2 separate regions of the Zea mays genome follow, and region 1 is linked to region 2. The links are chromatin contacts, called in public Hi-C maps. All regions are on one chromosome and are shown on one strand. Each heading gives the region's core, a stretch centred on a gene start, on an enhancer-like site or on the middle of the called end of the contact. The rest is flanking DNA. Distances are from core to core; before and after follow the strand shown.

What was found. Hi-C and Micro-C count contacts between places; a contact is called where the count stands out from the background.
Region 1: a Hi-C map of ear shows a contact between it and region 2, with 2.8 times the contacts expected there. The contact joins the promoter of LOC100191997 here to the promoter of LOC103645263 in region 2. A contact is called at or near these places in 2 of 25 Hi-C or Micro-C datasets (ear and leaf).

What each region holds. Positions count from the first base shown.
Region 1 is chr1:214,914,056-214,917,053 of Zm-B73-REFERENCE-NAM-5.0, reverse strand. LOC100191997 reads right to left here and starts at 1,448. Exons shown (of 4, transcript NM_001365506.1): 1 at 283-1,448; 2 at 1-167. The coding sequence starts at 1,302.
Region 2 is chr1:214,651,071-214,654,119 of Zm-B73-REFERENCE-NAM-5.0, reverse strand. It overlaps LOC103645263 (formin-like protein 3), which reads left to right and starts at 1,732. Exons shown (of 21, transcript XR_004855476.1): 1 at 1,732-2,197.

The DNA.
Region 1 (2,998 bases), core at 199-2,698, 260 kb before region 2:
TCCCCGGGCTGGTTGCGGTGGAGGGACAGCCCGGTCTCCGGGTCGATGATCTTTAGCTCGGCATTCCTCACCACCGTGCCGCAGGCACCGGACTTCACCGGCAACGGCTCCTTGGCAAACGCCATGCACATCGAGAGCACCGGGCCTGCCTCTGTCATCCCATAACCCTGTTCAAACGATTAGTCAAGTTTCAACGCGGCTTAATTAGTCGTCAACTCACGAGCCACGACTAGCGAGCTGGAGGGGAACTTTCGTGTTCTGCTAGGCAGAAGGCAGGCACACCTGTCCGAGCACGGCGCGAGGGAGCTTGGCGCGCAGCAGGTCCTGCAGCTCCTTGCCCATGGGCGCGGCCCCCGAGATGACCATGCGCACCGACGAGAGGTCGTGGCGGTCGATGGCGTCGCTCTTGACCATCTCCACCGCGATGGGCAGCACGAGCGGCACGATCGTGATGCCGTGCCTCTTCACCAGCTCGAACATGCGGAGAGTGTCGAAGCGCTTCATGATCACGAGGGCCGCGCCGGCGCGCATCCCGCACAGCAGGATGGAGTGCAGCGAGTACACGTGGAACATGGGCAGCACGCAGAGGACGACGTCGTCCTCCCGGAAGTAGAGGTTCGGGTTGTCGCCGTCGACGAGCTGCGCCACGCTGGTCACCAGCCCACGGTGCGACAGCATCACCCCCTTGGGCAGCCCCGTCGTGCCGGACGAGTACGGCAGCGCGACCACGTCGTTCGCCACGTCGATGGCCGTGGCCGCCGCCGCCGCCTCAGGCAGCGCCGCCGAGCCATCGTCGGCGGAGGAGGCGAGGTCGGAGAACGAGACACAGCCCTCTGCGCCGTCGCCGGTGGCGACGACGGCGACGCCGGCAAGACCCCGCACCTTGCCGACGAAAGCCGGCTCGGTGATGACGACGGTGGCGCCGGAGGCCGCCGCCTGCTTGGCGATCTCGGGCGGGGTGTGGAGCGGGTTGGCCGTGGTGGCGGCGGCGCCGAGGCGGGAGCACGCGAGGAACGCGAGTGCGAACTCCACGGAGTTTGGGAGAAGCAGCATCACCGTGCCCCCGCTGCGGACGCCGAGGCAGGCGCGCATCCCGGCCGCGACGCGGCGTGACAGGCGGTCCACGTCGCCGAACGTGAGCGTCTCGCCCGTGGCGCCGTCGATGAGGCACGCGCGGTCGCGGCGCTCCGCCAGGCGCTCCAGGACGTAGTCGTGGAGCGGGAGGTGGTCCGGGATGGCGATGTCCGGAAGCGTCGAGCGGAACACCGTCGTCTCGGCCTGCGGCTCCGTAGGCGACACCATCTTCTTCCGATCCGGCGGAGGTGTACGTGTGGCGCTGGAGGCTGGAGTTACGTGCAGGAGACAAGAGGCTTGCTGCTTCCGGGTTGGTGGAGCTGGACCTGGATCGGAGCTATGTGAAGGATGGATGTATATGGCAGGTTTCCAACTGCTGGGGAGTGGTGGAAGGTCCATAGCTGACCTGATAATGATATAGGCAGGCGCGCGCCGGTGTTTGGTGGGGAGCTGAAACTGGTGGCGTTTCTACTATGACTGGTCGACTGGATCAGGTCTTGCTAGAGAGTAGAGACCACATGCTTGCTCAGAACAGTAGTCCACACTCCACAGGCCCGACAGTATGAACAGTCATTGCCTCATTGGACGTTACGTAACAGTAATTCTGTCTGTCTGACCAAACACCTGGAAATAAATGAGGGCCCGTTCGGCAGCACTAGAACAATTCCAGACCAAGAACCATTCCATGCCAGGATTTAGTGCATCCGACTATTTCACTCTTTCCAGCCCAGAACTAAACCAACCAAAATACTTTTGCCTGGAACACTTTTTCACTTGTTCGGTAACCTAGGATGGGAGAAGACTGTTCATGCTACCGCTTCTGGGCATCATGCGTCGCGCGTCGTGGTCGGATGCGTTCCGGAGGGGATGAGGCAGGGATCGATGTCAGGCTATGGAGTGGGGGGGGGGGGGAATCAAGCTGGCCAGATTTCATTACAGCTCAGATCAAAACGAACACATGTAATGGATTACACCAAATTTGAAACCAGGCCAGTTCGTTCTGGCTAGAACCAGGCCTGGAACAGCTCAAACCGCTAGAAACGAACGGGCCCTGAATCAACATAGGCTATCCTCCGAATTCATTATATAGTCAGTCCTATTAGATGTCTTAATAGGACTTGATACATAATCAAACACGACTTAAGGTCTACTAATTAAGATGTGTTAGTTCTTATCTTATTTATTATATGTATCTATATGAAATTATATCTTTATCTCTAATCATGTGTGCCCATAGTTTTAATACATATTTTATTTGAACGTGGACTCGTTGTTATATCTTTGCGAACACAAGGTTGACATGTATAAGAAAAATGGATCAAGACCCATTTAATTAATGATTTTTATGTTTGATGATCAATATAAGGTGGACTTGTTGTTATATTAGATGTCTTAATGATTTTTATCTTTAATTCTCCTCTATGTTCTTGCACCTATCGGTGTCCCCAAGTGTCAACCTTCATAGCTAGTTACCTGACTTTTCTAGTTTCTTAGTCAAGTCCTAGTGCTCGTCCTTTACTGCTCTGATTTCATTGACGCAAATTCACATGACCTTTACCTTCATCTTCACCAAGACCACTACCTCTAGACTCCACACATGTGCACCACATGCCAAAAGACATGTTGCAACGACTCACACCTAGGTTAGTCTAACCTAAGACACTACTCCATTGACAATCACTCATCACTAACAAGGACACATACCAACCTTGTGTTTGCAATCTCCCCTTTGATGAGTGCATTGTCAATATTGCACACAAACACAAAGATCAAATAAAAATAAAAAGAACTCATTCAAAAGACCAAGAGCTCAAAAAAGCCAAAACGTGATAATTTAAATTGAGCAAAACTTGGTCCCCTAGTATATGAGCAACATGACTTGTGGGTAAACATGTGTGATTTTAGTAGAGAATGTTAAACTAAT
Region 2 (3,049 bases), core at 483-2,982:
TTCATCCACCGCAATATATTACTATTTCAAATAAACAAAGAACCGCTACGTAAACATATATAATCACTTCTACGTATTTACCTAAAAGTAAATGATATGTTGGAGAAGAAGATGATGCCGACTTCAATTAGAGCACAAATTGTAAAGCATATCAGCCTTACAACAGGGTAAAGGCTTCCACATTCGTTATTCCATTGTACAAGACACAAAGAGGCCGCCATGATTGTCTTCCACATATTAGCCTTACAACAGGGTAAAGGCTTCCACATTCGTTATTCCATACTGTACCAGGCGCAAAGAGGCAGCCATGATTGTCTTCCATAATTGTCTTTCACATATTAGCCTTACGATAGGGTAAAGGCTTCCACATTCGTTATTCCATATTGTACCAGATGCAAAGAGGCACCCATGATTGTCTTTCACAATTGTCTTCCACTATGGTGTCGTTTGGTTCACGAAATATAACGTAAATAGTAATGGTAATGATTCACACTCGAATACTGGTTGTAACAAATTTAAATTAGCCGGTACCTATTTCTAGAGTGACATCAATTACGATTGGACTTAAACAAATATAACTTAACGTTATCGATTATCCATTACGTTACCAATATATGAACCAAACATTACCTATAAGTATTTTTAATTATTCATTATTAAGGTAGTAAGAGGCAACCATGATTGTCTTCCATACTGTACCAGACTCAAAGACCGTTTAGGGACCGAGACAAATAATATATAATTTCGGGTGACTCGGAGAAATCGAGTACCGAAACATGTTAGTTGATTTACCCAATATAATTTCGGGTTTTCAGACCCAGGATCCTAACCAGTGTTTAGGTAATTCGGGTTCGGATAGATCGGATACGGGTTTGGATAGTTCGAGTAATGGGTATCGAGTTTTTTTGCCCACCTCTAGTTGTGGGTCTTTAAAACCGGTAGTCATACCATATGTTTATATGGAGTCAATGTCTTGAGTTATAAGTTATCAAGGCTGTTATACCATATATAGACCGTGATAAGCTACCAAGCCCAATACGAAAGGAAGCCATATACATATAGTAACACCCCGTTAGTTCACAGATAGCTCTATAAAAATAAGGATTGATTTTTTTAACTTACATCTTTTTTGGTTTTTTAACTAAAATAAACTGTAATATTTATTTTTATCAATTTATTATATGGTCTATAGACAATATGCTCACTTTTATATTAAATTTATTTATTATTAGTATTTTTAGAAGGGTCTATACAACTGATTTATTTTGTTTCACCATTGATTGCATTGCGGTTATGGCCTCACTATTTCTAATCAATATGAAATACAATTGCGTACGGATATTATACTAGTAGACTATGGCCCTGTTTGTTTCGGCTTCTGGCAGCTTCTGGCCACCAAAAGCTGTTGCGGACTGCCAAACGCTCAGCTTTTTAGCCAGCTTCTATAAAATTTGTTGGGGCAAAAACCATCAAAAATCAACATAGACAAATAATCGGTTGAGTCGTTCTAATAGTAGGAATCCATCACTTTCTAGATCCTGAGCCCTATGAACAACTTTATCTTCCTCCACACGTAATCGTAATTATACTCAGATTTTCCCCACAGTCAGATTCTCCCCACAGCCAGATTTTCAGAAAAGCTGGTCAGAAAAAAGCTGAACCAAACAGGCCCTATGGATTTAGAGTTTGCTGACCGATCGAAACGCCAAACCCACATCACATATCACTCATTCAAGTTGCAGCGCCGCACAACGAGTACGGCGACGAGAGAGAAGCCGCACCCGAAAAACCGAGGAAGAAAACACTCCCCTCTCCCTCCCAGCTCAAAATTTTCCCCTCCACCCCCACTCCAAACCTAGGCTTCCCGGCGCCGCGCTCCACCCCGCCCCTCCGCTGTCGGTCCCCTAGCTCCTCGCTGCTCGTAGTCTGCTGCTGGGCTTCGGGGAGCACCCACCTAGGCTTCCCGGTGCCGGCGCGCCCCGCCACGGCCGGGCCCCCTACCTCCCCGCCACTCGTAGGCTGCTGCCCGGCTTCGAGGAGCGCCAACCTAGGCTTCCCGGCCCCGCGCCCCCGCGGCCAGTCCTCTCCCTCCCCCATCACTCATAGTCTGCTGCCCGTCTTCGGCGGCGGCGTTCCTCGTGGGCAGTGGAGTGGAGATCCACACGGGCGTTGGTTGGTTTTCTGTCCATTTTTGTTGGTAAGAAATCCTAAGCTCACTTGGATAGGAATACTCTTGTCATAAGAATTGGGTTGTCTCTTATTCAAACCAAGTAGTGATTTCTATCCACCCCATTCTTAGTTGTGGATTTGTGTGCTGCGCAAGTGGTTGGGTTAGCTTATTTGGTTAAGTTCCTATTCAGCGTATGAGGTCGTCATTGGTTTACTCCATAGGACTTCTTGGTACATGGCAGTTAAATCGCAGGTGCGTTTATAGTTTATTTTCCAACACCAACACCTTTTGGGGTTCAGCTGAATCCCCATTCCCCAACCAAGTGCCCCTGCACTGGAACAAGGTAGTATACACAGTGACATAGAGAGTTCTCAACAGGAACACATCTGGAACTTCCATTAGTTTATTTTATCCTCTAAATAGCTTGTCTGCAGCAACTATATGTCCATAACAATTTGGTTGGGGTTGGTAAGGGGTGCATGAATGGGAGAGAAGGTACAATGTTAGGATAGCTTAACATACATTCGAAGTTTCCTGTTCTGTAGTTGGCTGATACCTAAATGTTTTATGCTGTTGTCATAATGAAAACAAACCCTATTGAGCTGGCATGGCTCCATCCTTGCTTAGCGCTGTGATGACATCCTAGTGGAAAAAGTGTTGGCCTTGTGACAAGCAAGGCCAGTTGCTATAGTTGTATCCACAATCCACTTATCTCCCAAGTATTCTTTCACTAATCTGACCTCTGCTAGCAATTATAATATTAAATTGATAAAGTGACTAACTAACCAGACATACTGCACTCCGATTTTCAGTAATTATAATCACATCCTTACATGTGACAGTTAAAATGACCAACCAGAATACTGCATTCCAATTTTC